Regions from separate parts of the Mus musculus genome. Here regions 1, 2 and 3 are each linked to region 4. Evidence: chromatin contacts called from public Hi-C and promoter capture Hi-C data. All regions are on one chromosome and are shown on one strand. The core of a region is the stretch at or near the end of the contact, and the rest is flanking DNA. Distances in the headings are between cores, read along the strand shown. Region 1 overlaps Ythdf3 (YTH N6-methyladenosine RNA binding protein 3). Region 2 overlaps Gm31813 (a long non-coding RNA gene). Region 3 has its middle 23 kb from the start of Gm31813. Region 4 holds the start of Mtfr1 (mitochondrial fission regulator 1).

What was found. Promoter capture Hi-C pulls out the DNA fragments that hold promoters and counts their contacts. Hi-C and Micro-C count contacts between places; a contact is called where the count stands out from the background.
Region 1: a promoter capture Hi-C map of the HPC-7 cell line shows a contact between it and region 4, with 7 times the contacts expected there. The contact joins the enhancer-like site here to the promoter of Mtfr1 in region 4. A contact is called at or near these places in 7 of 39 promoter capture datasets (the C10 cell line, the HPC-7 cell line, embryonic stem cells and 4 more) and 2 of 9 other capture datasets (adipose tissue and pancreatic islet).
Region 2: a contact with region 4 is called in a Hi-C map of B cells, with 5 read pairs. The contact joins the enhancer-like site here to the promoter of Mtfr1 in region 4. A contact is called at or near these places in 3 of 39 promoter capture datasets (liver, pre-B cells and stem cell-derived epiblast-like cells), 1 of 484 Hi-C or Micro-C datasets (B cells) and 1 of 9 other capture datasets (liver).
Region 3: a promoter capture Hi-C map of neutrophils shows a contact between it and region 4, with 10 times the contacts expected there. The contact joins the enhancer-like site here to the promoter of Mtfr1 in region 4. A contact is called at or near these places in 3 of 39 promoter capture datasets (liver, neutrophils and pre-B cells), 1 of 484 Hi-C or Micro-C datasets (CD8 T cells), 1 of 115 datasets of contacts at active chromatin or transcription factors (thymic regulatory T cells) and 1 of 9 other capture datasets (liver).

What each region holds. Positions count from the first base shown.
Region 1 is chr3:16,208,600-16,211,521 of GRCm38.p6, reverse strand. The region is part of intron 4 of Ythdf3 (YTH N6-methyladenosine RNA binding protein 3); the gene reads right to left. Among named protein-coding and RNA genes, the nearest start is that of Ythdf3, 27 kb to the right of the region's middle. Within about 2 kb of position 1,326, at least 7 of the 459 cell types and tissues checked have an H3K27ac peak or open chromatin away from gene starts, as enhancers often do. A contact at or near this core is called in the HPC-7 cell line, where this site is marked.
Region 2 is chr3:21,957,728-21,960,865 of GRCm38.p6, reverse strand. The region is part of intron 1 of Gm31813 (a long non-coding RNA gene); the gene reads left to right. Among named protein-coding and RNA genes, the nearest start is that of Gm31813, 5.0 kb to the left of the region's middle. Within about 2 kb of position 1,750, at least 38 of the 459 cell types and tissues checked have an H3K27ac peak or open chromatin away from gene starts, as enhancers often do. A contact at or near this core is called in B cells, where this site is marked.
Region 3 is chr3:21,985,465-21,988,386 of GRCm38.p6, reverse strand. No RefSeq gene overlaps it. Among named protein-coding and RNA genes, the nearest start is that of Gm31813, 23 kb to the right of the region's middle. Within about 2 kb of position 1,351, at least 164 of the 459 cell types and tissues checked have an H3K27ac peak or open chromatin away from gene starts, as enhancers often do. A contact at or near this core is called in CD8 T cells, liver, neutrophils and 2 more, where this site is marked.
Region 4 is chr3:19,186,581-19,189,498 of GRCm38.p6, reverse strand. Mtfr1 (mitochondrial fission regulator 1) reads right to left here and starts at 1,389. Exons shown (of 8, transcript NM_026182.6): 1 at 1,211-1,389.

The DNA of each region.
Region 1 (2,922 bases), core at 77-2,576, 3.0 Mb after region 4:
TTACTATACTTTAATATAGCAAAATGTAACTTCTATGCTTAGATGCTTAAATTATTCAACGAGATTCTCTTAATTTGTTCTTTCTTAGTGTCTAATAAACCACAGCTTGTTCAAGGATGTGTGCTGAATAAAGATTTTACAAATGTATGGATATGTTTTTCAAATTTCATTAAATTTCTATACTACTTTTTGCAAATTTCACCTACTGTAGAATACTTGAGTACCTGCTCTATGTTCTAAAACATCTCTCTTGCCACATCACCCAAAATCTAAGAAATTCACCTTGACTTTATACTTTCAAACCAAAATATTATTCACAAATTTATTTTACAGGAGTTGCAGATGGTTATGAGCTACCATGTAGGTGCTAGGAATCTGAGTCCTCTGAAAGAGCAGCCAGTGTCTTATTCAACGAACCATCTTTAGCCATATATATATATATATATACATACACACATACATACATACATACATATACACACACACATATATATTTTAAGACTTTAATGTATTTCAGGTTCCAAATAAAATTTAGTATCTAATAATTATTTTTAAAATGTTCAGGAAAATCGTGAATCAAATCAGGTAGCATGATTTCATTTAACCATATGGTTCATTTGTGGAAAAGATTAAGTGTAATTATGACACGTAGCTTTAGAAACAGCTTTCAGTGTTCTGTATTAAAGAGTTTGTACAATTTCTCCCTTAAATGTGGACCAGACCCAATAAACACTTCCTTTTAGTCAACAGAACAGGAAACAGAGATAGGGTGTCACTTCTGTAAACAAGCTGCAGAAGCTTTAATCCTATCTAGACATACACTGCTTCCTTATGTTGCTATTGTCTACCTAACTGCTACCTTTTGTTTGCTTGGGTTTTGTTTAATGTTTCTTTTATTTTTGTTTTTCTTTTCTTTTTTGAGACCAGATCCTGTGTATGTTAGACTGGTCTCAATACACTAGATAGCCAAGAACAAGCTTAAATTCTTTATTCTCCTACCTCTTGCCTTATGGAATGCCTCCTGAATATGGAAACTGCAGGCCTATTACTAACTACCAAGCATTGTTTTATTGTTTCTTGAATGCTGGACTGGCATTCTACCAATAAAACTGATTCTTCAGCCTGGATGCATGGAGCTTATGGTCAAAAGGACCTTAAAAAAAAAAAAAAAACAAGTAAATCCCACAATACATATGGTCCTCAATTTGCTTAGAAAAACAATACACTTATTAATTGAAATTCTGTTCAGTTTAATAAAATGAAGTCACAATTAAAGTAGGAAGGAAATTATCTTCCCCAAGATCTATGACTAATCTGATGAGCTGGAGAGGTCATTCGTTTCCCCAAAGTTCCTTTGGATGGAGCACTAGAATATAACACAACCACCACAAGCTGAAGGTAGGAAAAAAGAAAAAAAAAAGGAAACAAAAAGAGAAGTAAGAGAGAGACAGAGGGGGAGGGAGAGAGAGATTAAGAAATATCACAAAATGTTAATCAAAAGATACTCTGTCACAGCAACAAAAAACAAAACTAGGCAGTTATTAAGACTAAAACCTGGGGCTGGAAACACAGTTCAGTGGTTAAGAGCAGGAGCTCTTCTAGAAGACCTGGGTTCAAATTCCAAGCACCAACATGGTTTCTCAAACCACCTGGAAATCTAATTCCAGAGGATTTGATCCCTCTTCTGTCCTCCACAGGAACTGTATACATGTGCACAGGCATTCACAATGGCCAAATACTAGCACATATAAAAATATAAAGGTTAAATTAAAAAATACTAAAACTTCATACCAAATTGTTTGCTGATATATTTAATTGGATTTATAAGAGTAAAATTATAAAGGATATAAAACAGATGATTCATTCAACACTAAGACAAAAATTTCTAAGGACTGCCTATTCTCTATTAGTATGAGAGAAACTAAAATTTATACTGGACAAATACACTCAAATCTTCTGTATTTTCTTCTCATTTTCAAGGATTATATGAGCTTCATCAAAGGGACAGTGCACACAAATAATTCTTCTAGAGGCAAGTTAAGATAATAAAGATCCTGGACTTGAGTAAACACTTGCCTAGAATTCAAGACAGAGAAAAATCTTTTCTCACATTTGCATTTTAAATTCCTGTTGTGTTGTCATTATAACTTTGCTACTACTAGAATTCTTGATTATCAATTGGACACTATAATTTCCTACTACATTTTATATGTTTACCAAAGTAAGTGTTCTATTTCAGGACTTTAAATAATATGCCTAAGGCACTGTTCCTTAGCTTACCATAAAATTTAACGATAAATTGTGTTACCTTCAGAAATATAAAAATATACATGTTTTTCCCACTTTATCTCCTAATGGTCTAGCTAGAACTGAACTTTTATAACTTACTATTTGCACAAATGGAGAAACCAACAAGTAGCATTTATTATAAACACTGATCAACTACTAAATAGAGATTAGACCAAAAAAGAAGAAAAATTCCAAGATATTAAAACTTCACAAGAGATTCTTTAGGGCATTGGTTCTCAACCTGCGGGTCACCACCACTTGGGTAGGGGTCACATATCAGATATCCTGCCTATTGGATATTTGCGTTACAATTCATAGCAGTAGTATAATTATAGTAGCAAGAAAAGTAATTTTATAGTTGGGTCAGCACAACATGAGGAACTGTATTGAAGGGTTACAGCATTAGGAAGATTGAGGTCAGCTGTTTTAGAACATTTACACACTTGGCAGTATCTACTAAAACCTATGTGACAGTCATTTTTCTAGATAATAAGATATGAGCATAGAGCAGACTCTCCTGTTCTCAATTAGCTAATACACCTGTGTCAACAAAGGTTATCCACAGTTTGTCCTCCCATATTCCTCCCTATGCAAAGACCTTCACAATCAAGTGATCATTTTGTTTGCTAGGCT
Region 2 (3,138 bases), core at 501-3,000, 2.8 Mb before region 4:
AGGCTATAGCTTAGACTGTAGAGTGCCTGTTTCTCTAGTATGCAGAAGATCCAGGTTTGATCTCCAGCACTGCATGAATCTGGTATGGTACACATTCCTGTAATCCTGGGCCTTAGACAGTGAATGTAGGCGGACCAGAAGCTCATGTTCAGCTTTGGCTATTTACAAAGTTCAAGGCTAGCCTGGGCTACAGTGTAGAGTGCCACAAACAAACAACCCACTAACCAAAACTCTTGGAGTTTACAATTGTTTTCATGTGTATGAAATATTTATTGCAGGTTGATTTTATGAGAAGAGATGATGCAGTCCTATGATTCAGTGTCATACGTAAAAGCTGGCAGAGTGGCCTGAGTCACTGATGCCACTATGTTACATGGTCACAGTTGATCTTCAATGTGACCCCATGGCTAATTTCTGAACGATTCCCTCTAGTTCTGTGTGTTCAAAGCTCCTCTGTAAGAAAAGAGTCTAAGAGGGCATTTTAATTATATCTGTGACATTCAGCATTTTCACCTCTAAGATGTAACAAAGTCACCAGAAATACTATGGACCTGAGAGGGGTAGCTATTCACACAGCTTCCTGGGCAGGGGACACTGAGCCTGCTGCAGAACATCTGTCACATTCGTCTCTCTGAATAGCCCCTGTAACTAAAGTCCAGTTCAGTTTCTACTTCAAGTCCCACATATTATTAAATTACCAGTTGGCCTTCCAGGTACCTGGGGTGATTATGGTTTCTCATCTTAAATCACAATGGTCTTGAAGTTCCCTTCCTAAAATGTGAAAACTACAAAAGAAATAAGAGGAACAGTTAGAGTGAGAGGAACATTGCTTCTGATAGGAAAATTACAAAACATTGGACAGACCGTGCTCTATGTCTAGAGAACAGGGGCTCTGAGACTCCTAATGGCATAAGCAAAATTGGAAATAGGACATGGGTCAATAATCCAGTATATAGAATGATTTTTAAAAAGAAAATTTAACTCAAAAGAAGCTTGGTTCTTAGGCTAAGACCTGAGAGAAGTTTCTTCTCTGTTGCTGTTAGTATTGCCTGTCTACTTGACTGGCTCTAGGATCACCTAGAAGGCAAACCTCTGGGCCTAATCTGAGAGGATTTCTAGATTAGATTGCCTGAGATGGAAAGACCCACCCCGTGAATTTGGATTCCCACAGGTAGAAGGACCTGACTGAATAAAAAGGAGGAAGCCAGCTAAACTCTGGCATCCACACTTCCTGACAGAGGCCTAAATGTGAAGGACTGCCTCATGCTCCCCCCAGGCCTTCCCTGCCTCAGTGCACTTGGAGCCCTTGGATCAGGAGCCAGAAAAAACTGCCCTTCGTTAAGCTGCTTTCGCTGAATATTTTGTCATAGCAACAAGAAAAGTCAGTGCTACCTCCTCTCAGTAGACATTGGGTGGAGTGATAGATTCATAGAATTTTTTTTTAAGTGCCTCAAAACTAATGCCACATGAGTAGATATTGGAGTGGTGTTCCCGAGGCAGCTTGAGAGAGAAGAGTGACACATTTTGGTACAGGGTGCACTGTCTAAAATAACTGAAGAACGATGATTTGGGGGAATCTTCAGACAGTATTCCTTAAAGCATTCTAAAATAATAATAATAATAAATAAATAAAGTGTTGGGTATCAGAGAAATAAGGAATTCAATAAAAATCCCACTAAAGGAGTTTATCCCTGAAGCTAATGCTGCTATCAATCCCCAGGGTTTCAGTTCTCTGTTCCATTTGAGGATGCAGATAGATGACACGTATGTGCCCATGTGATTGTATTTGGGCCAATCAATGTAAACATGTCTCCCTGGCCAACCCCCACAAGCACTTTTCTGGGCTTAGGATCCTGGGTATCCGTAGGTTGGGTCTTCAAGGGCTCTAAAGAGGAGTGCTCCTGTGATCTCATGACTAGGGACCCAAACAGTGAGCAAATCTTGACTCCCTTGAGGTCCAGAAGCTAGTTTGAACAGCTTGCACTGTGCTAAGTGACATCATTTGACTTTTCAAACTGTAAAGTGCATCACTAGAGCAAAAGTCACCAACGGCTCCAGAAGCACACCCCTCCTACACTGAAAAAGACTGCCACTGCCTCCAACAGGCTGTTAGTGTGGCAATCGTACTGCTTGGGTTATTGCCTTAACTCTGTCATCCTCAGCCTGGGCAGGCTTCCTTATCTCTCAGAGCCCCCACTTATAAAATGAGAACAAGCATAGCACCTAGCTCTAAAGTTCGAAGAAGCTTGTTTACAGAGTGCCCAGCGTAGGACTTACCATGTGTAGTGGCTATTCCTGGTTGTCAACTTGACTATATTTGGAATGAACTACAATCCAGAATTGGAAGGCTCACCAGTGACCCTGGAGGCTAGGAGATAGAAGTTTCTGATCTGGATCTTGGTATGGAGATCTTGAGGCATAGTGGCTATGGATTCCAGAAGATTAAGACAGAGAGTTCTCCGAGTTCAAGATCATCTGGGATTAAAGTTATGGTGGAACACACATTTAATCTGGGCTACACCTTTTGCTGGAGACCATATAAGGACATTGGAAGAAGGGAGTCTTGCTCTCGCTCCTTCGCCTGCTTGCTGTGTGGGACTGAGTAACTGCTAGATCCTTGGACTTCCATTTACAGCTGCGACTGACCATTATTGGGAATTGGACTGCAGACTGTAAGTCATCAATAAATTCCTTTACTATATAGAGACTATCCATAAGTTCTGTGACTCTAGAGAACCCTGACTAATACAGAAGTTGGTACCAGCATAGTGGGGTATTCCTGTGAAAACCTGACCATGTTTTGGGGAGGATTGTGGAAGGACTTTGGAACTTTGAGCTTGAAGATCCATTCGTTGTTAAGAGCTCAGCCAGATGTTGTGTAGGAGCTTGGAAGATAATGTTGAGAACAGTGCAGAAGATGGAGGTCTGGCTTGTGAAACTTCAGAGGGAAAATTTAAGACTCTTTTCAGGGCCATTGCTGTTTTGATTGTGAAGATTCTGTAGTTCTGGTTAGCTGGGGCTGAAAAATCAGCTGGGATTAACAAGATACCAGAACTATTAAAGCAAAACCTTTGCATTACTGGGACTATTGATGCTGGTTAGCTGGAGCTAAGAAATTAGCGGTGATTAAGAAGAGAC
Region 3 (2,922 bases), core at 102-2,601, 2.8 Mb before region 4:
ACAACTCATGACCACAGAAAGGGGTGTCAGTCAAGACTGTTTCCTTATGTAACAGTGGATAGTGAGATAACGGCTCAGGGTTTGCGTTAGACTTTAAACTCCAACGGACGAAGCTGTTGCCTCCCACGGCGTCTCTGTGTGCAGATGTCACAACCACCCTCCCTGGAGGAAAGGAACATGAGAGAAGATTTGGGGAAGAAAAGCCACAGCTCAAGGAACTGAAAAGGAGTTGTTGCCTTCCAGGCAAGTGTGTAGGCTAGGGAAGGCCCCGAGCAGAGCATGCTGTGTGTGTTAGGAGCCTGACGACTTGGACCATGTGAATTTTCTCATTTCTTGTTACTTCTAATGCTATTGATCAACTGTGTGAAGGGAACTTTCTCTGCACCTTCTGCTTTCACAGTAAGAGCCCAATATTCATGTCTGGTTTTGGTAGTGAGTCTAGACTAACAGTGAGATGGGTAAGGGAAAGAGAAAACCTCCCCCCCCCCTCCCCTTTGTGGTTAATGGTGTCAGAGGCTGTAGGAGACTGGCAGGTGTTTAGAAACCAGCGTGAGTCATTCTGCATCTCAACTTGGCTGGGCTATGGGGCTGCATATTCAGTCAAGCATTATTTTAGATGTTTCTGTAACATCTTTGGGTGAGATTAACATGAAAACCAATGGATTCTTTGTGCAGCAAGAATACTTTTTATGACATGGTGGGTTCCGTCTAGTCAGCTGAAGGTCTTACTAAAGACTGATGCTGACCCGAGAAGTTTAGATTTAGTAAGGCCCCATAATCACGTGCATTAGTTCCTGAGGAGATACTTACTCCTCTAACCCTCATCTGTAGGAGGTTCAGCTCGCTAACTTGGAAGCTCTTTCTACAGTCAACCATAATGTAGAGATTGTTCCAGCAAGAGTTCTGAAATCAGGAAAAATACAACAACAACAAATTTAAATGCCCAAATATCAGAGGCTATTTATTTTATTCAGTCCTTTCCCTTGTTTTAAATCAGGGTCTCAAGTTGTCTGGTTTCCTTTGATATTTCTATATAGTTTAGGATGACCTTGCAGATATGTGCCACCACAATCCCTTTACACAGTGCTGGGGATTGATCCTAGGTCTTTGTGCTCATTCGACAAGTACTCTGCCAACTGACATACATCCCTCAGCCCTCATCATCAGCTTTTGACACAGAATTTTTGGCAGGGTACCTGTTGGCTTGGTACAGAATGTGTCTGTCCCCTGAGCCAACATCTTCTTAAAATGGCAGACGAAAATAAACCCAGCTGAGTTGGAGATAGTCATCCTGGCAACCACACATCTACTTTTTCCTGGAACATCAACTCTTAGGCAAGGACTATTTGCCTCTGTGCTAACTCAGGACCAGGACCAAGTCCTAGAGAACACCCCGTACCTCTGATGACTCTGAGAATGGACTCTGCCAGTGTAAGTGACTGGACTTGGCTTGGAACTCAGTGTTTTCTCAATTGCAGATCTTCACAAAGCTTGTGTTAATTGTTCTCCTACAACAGATAAGCCTAAGGTGTCCTGTTTAAGGAAATGTTCCTCTTTGAAAAAACTGCCTGTACTATAAACCCCTCCCTGAGGGGAGGACGAGAAATGTGCCCAGCTCCAAGATGTGGCCAGACAGCATTGTACAGCCTGGTAACTCTAGTCAGCCCCACCTTCAAGGATCCAAGTTCAGCAGAGGTGAAGAGTGCTTTCGTTCTGGTCACTCATTCACCAGGGGAAGCTGGACACCATCCGGTGAACCTGGTCTTGTGAAATCAGACAACCTAATTGCCCTTTACAGCTTGGTAAATGATATACTCCAACTGTGAGGGCTAAAGTTATATTTTAAGTTTTAATTCCTGTGCTGAAGGGATCTATAAAACAAAAATGTCTCTAACCTATAATGCAGATAACTTTCTCTGCCCACGGACAGATAACTTCCTGGATTCTGGGGGCTACTATTCATGCAAGATAACAAGCCATGAAAATGTTTTCACTTCTGTAAACAAGGTTGGTTGCTTCAACTTCTCAGGATGTCCTTAATCACATGGACCAGGAAGTACATAGGCAGGATGTATGCTTACCCCCAAGGCAGCAAATACACAGCCTTGTAGGTTGTGCCTTTATAATCACCAGATTAGCACAGTGTGAGGCCGTTTTCTGGGAATCCTGAGTATGGATCTGGGTAGAGTCCATAGTCTTGGCCAGCATTTAATAAAACTTACTTTAATTTTGGCTCAAAAATTGGGATAATGGTCCTATTCTCTCCCAGTAGGATCAACAGTAGGGCTCATAAAAGTTAATCCAGACCCAGGCTTCCAAGCTGATACCCTGGGTGATGAGCAGAGTGTCTAGTTGTCTAGCTGTGGATAGGACAAAAACCCTCAGAGGTTTCTACACCACTCTTGGAATCTTTGGAGAGGCCTTATATGCTGCCTCAGTAACTTAAGTGCTGGGACGGGGCATATAACTCAGTTGTAGAGTGCTTGCTTTGCATTCACGAAGCGCTGGCATCTGTCTCGGCACCATGTAAGTAAGGAACTGTAACACATTCTTGTGATCCTCTAATTTTGGAGGTAGAGGAAGAAGAATCAGTGTTCTTGGTTCTCCTCAACTATGTAATTAGAAGGGTCATCTAGGCCTAGGTAATACTCACTAAACTAAAAACCAAGGCAAATAACAACAACGAAAACCAACACAGATTCCATACACATCGGAAAAGCAGACTCTGGAGAGATTTCTAGAATGTTCTCCAATTTGGTTCATTCTCCAGGTTTTTGTTCTGTTTTGTTTTGTTTTTTACTTTCCAACTAATGAAACTATTTTATGTTGACAGCTAAAGTGGTTGGCTTTAGTGATTTTTTTTTTATTTCTTTTGGGTTGTTGAGCTTTGATCTTCCTCTTGGGGTATGACTTACAGTGGGC
Region 4 (2,918 bases), core at 140-2,639:
GCAAATAAATCTTAATCCCATGTCCTTTCACGTGCTTGCTTTCGTAGAACATCCTTTCGCCTAGGTCCACTTCAGCTACATGTTCCTTCACGTGTTTAGCCCAGCAGAACACCGTACAACACAGTTTCTAAAGAACCCTTAAGTTTCCTCTTCAGTTACTAGACTTGCATTTCAATTCAAAGATTAGGGTGTTGATAGAGAGTTAGCTGCACATCGTGACTGAGACTTTTCTTAGCTCGTAAGCATTTTATAGTCAAACTCGGTTGTATATAATCGCAAACCCATTTCTATTACCTTCTTTTTAAAAATAATTTTTACCTTTTAAATGATTTTTGTGTATGTACAATATATGTGATCAATATATGTGGACACAACTTACTTTCATGTAACAAGATAGTAAGTGTCACAACTTCCTTGACTAAGTCATTGTAATGTAAAACAACTACATACACTAGGAAAAGGTGACTGGAATCGGGCGTGGTGACTGAGGCAGGAGGTTTTAGGCAGCTCAACCTAATCTACATAGTGCATTCCACCCCAGCCTAGAGTAAGGAAGACAACTCTGTCTCAAAACCAAACCAAACAAAAAAGTGAACGCTAAATTACCAAGTATCATGAAATACTCCTTAATATTCTTTTCCGGATGTGGTGAAGCAAGCTTTAAATCCTGTAGTTGGGAGGTGGAGGGGGTAGGATCCGAACTTCTATTGACCATCCTCAAGCACAAAACGAGGTTTAAGCCAGAAGAGGTTACATCAGACCAATCACAAAACAAACCATCAGGCGGAAAGAAAGGTTTGGTTAAGTTTGACTTCAGATCTCAAAGTTTCTGTAGTCTGGCTACACGCAAACTGCGCACGCTTAGAAAGTTCAGAGCTGCCAGCCGACAATGACAGGAAAGTAGGTCCAGGTAGAACAGGCTGAACGCCGTGGGCCGCCCCGTTCAGCCCGGATCCAGCGAGGGCACAACGCCGACTGCGGGGGATGGGAGCCAGGCCGGCGGCCCGCGGAGCTCAGCAGGCCAGGCGCGGGCGAGCCGGAGGGCTGCTCTCTGCTCCGGGCTTCCGCGGCCTCCCTCCCGCTCGCCGGCCTCCCGCGCCGCGCCCCGTCCCCTCCCTTGTCCACAACACGGCCTCCCGCCACCGTTCAGCTCCGGGTGGTAGCCATTCCCCACCCCGCCAACCGCTTTTCTGTCCCGGGCCCCACTCACCTCGGCTGCGCAGCAGCCCTCACCTTCGCAGCTGCTCAGCCTTCCAGATTGGCTGTCCCAGGACCTTATGCCAATCAGCCAATCCCCGCCCCTGGCCCGGCCTAGGCTGACCAGTGAACGGCTCGCTGAGGCCCGGGGGCGGGCTCAGGAGAGGCCGGCGGAAGGCGTGTCTGCTCGCCGGCCACGCCGGCTACCTGTCCCGGGCTCTGTGCGCACGCGCGGTGCCCAGTAAGGGGCGTGTGCTTGCTAGTGTGCCGCGCTTTGTCTTGGGTGCTTCTGCCCCTGTTATTTTTGTTGGTAAACTTCGCCCCTTTTGGGTGTAGGAATACCCACATTCCGAGTGAAGTCTCAAATGTGTGCCCGCTGAAAGGAGCTAGGTCCTTAGCCTAGCCTAGCCTAGCCTGTGTCGAGCCCTTCTCAACCCACGCTCTGTGGGGACTTTGTCTGCCAGGGCGATCTGTTTCGGGCCTCAAATCCCGGACGTATGTTCTGGAGGAGTGGAAGGCGCGGCTCAGAGGGAGTGAAGACTTTTCCTGCCTTCAGTTCCCCCGCCTCAAAGTCTGCCTAATTGGTGTGCGTAGTTTTTAATGAAGGGTTATTCTAGATTTCAGATAACCTAGTCATGAAAATACGATCAGTCTGTGTCAAGTTAGCTATAAGCAGCACGGTGGTGTGTGTGGGTGCGATAAAACGTGAATATGGAGGGAAAGCCTATCAGTAATTCAAGAGGCCGCTCCTACCTGGGCGTGGCGGCTCCTGCTATGTAAAACGAGTAGTTTGAAGTTGGAGGCTGGAGGATCCAGAGTTGAAGACCAGCCTATGTCCAAAACAACCTGGAAGAGGGTGGAAGAGTTGAGGTGGGAAGTGGGCAGCAGCTGTTGCTACTTCGCCTTCTCTCTTACCCTCTCATTGGAGCGCTGGTGTTCTTACCCTGGATGGCCTAAATTCCTCCTGGCTACTGCTTTGGATTTCACCTAGAGCTTCAATTCAGTTACTCAGCAACGGCTCGTTGGGAGCCCATTATGACAGTACAAAGTTGGTGGGGTTTGTTTGTTTGTTTGTTTGTTTTTTAAGCCTTGAACCACACCCTGAGTAAGCCTACCAAAAGGCAGGGAGATCAAAACAAGGTTAATTAATATATGTGACCAAGTGTTATAACGTTTTAAGTACAAAAGGGCCTGACAGGCTGTGACCAAGGCTGGGAGAGAGAAGCCTGAGAGAGCAGTTCAGGGAGGGGTGCTTGGTCTGAAGGCTGATGAAAAGACAAAAGCTGCTGAAGTGAACTGGTAGGGACCACACACCAGGGCGACCATTCCAATGATACTTGTAGGATTTACTGCTAAGCTATTAGTTGCCTCAGGATCCCTGGTCACCAGCTGTGTGACCCACAGGTGACTCTCAGCTGCCTGCCACCACACAGGCCTATGTGATTGTCTATGTTTAAGAAGAAGGGTATCTGAAAGCACCCATCAGTTGGAGATGGCTTAAAACCTGTTTTTTGTTTTGTTTTGATTTGATTTGATTTTTTCTTTACAACTTCCCTCCCTTCCCACCTTGCTTTACCCTCAAGTGCCCTGGAGTGGCCCTGAACTTTTTGACAATCTAGATGAAGGTGCAGTGACTTAAACCTGAGTAATTTTATCACAAATTATTGTTTCTCCCAGTAATGGAATCATTTCTAAGAATTCTGACCAAGCTGTGTGCCATC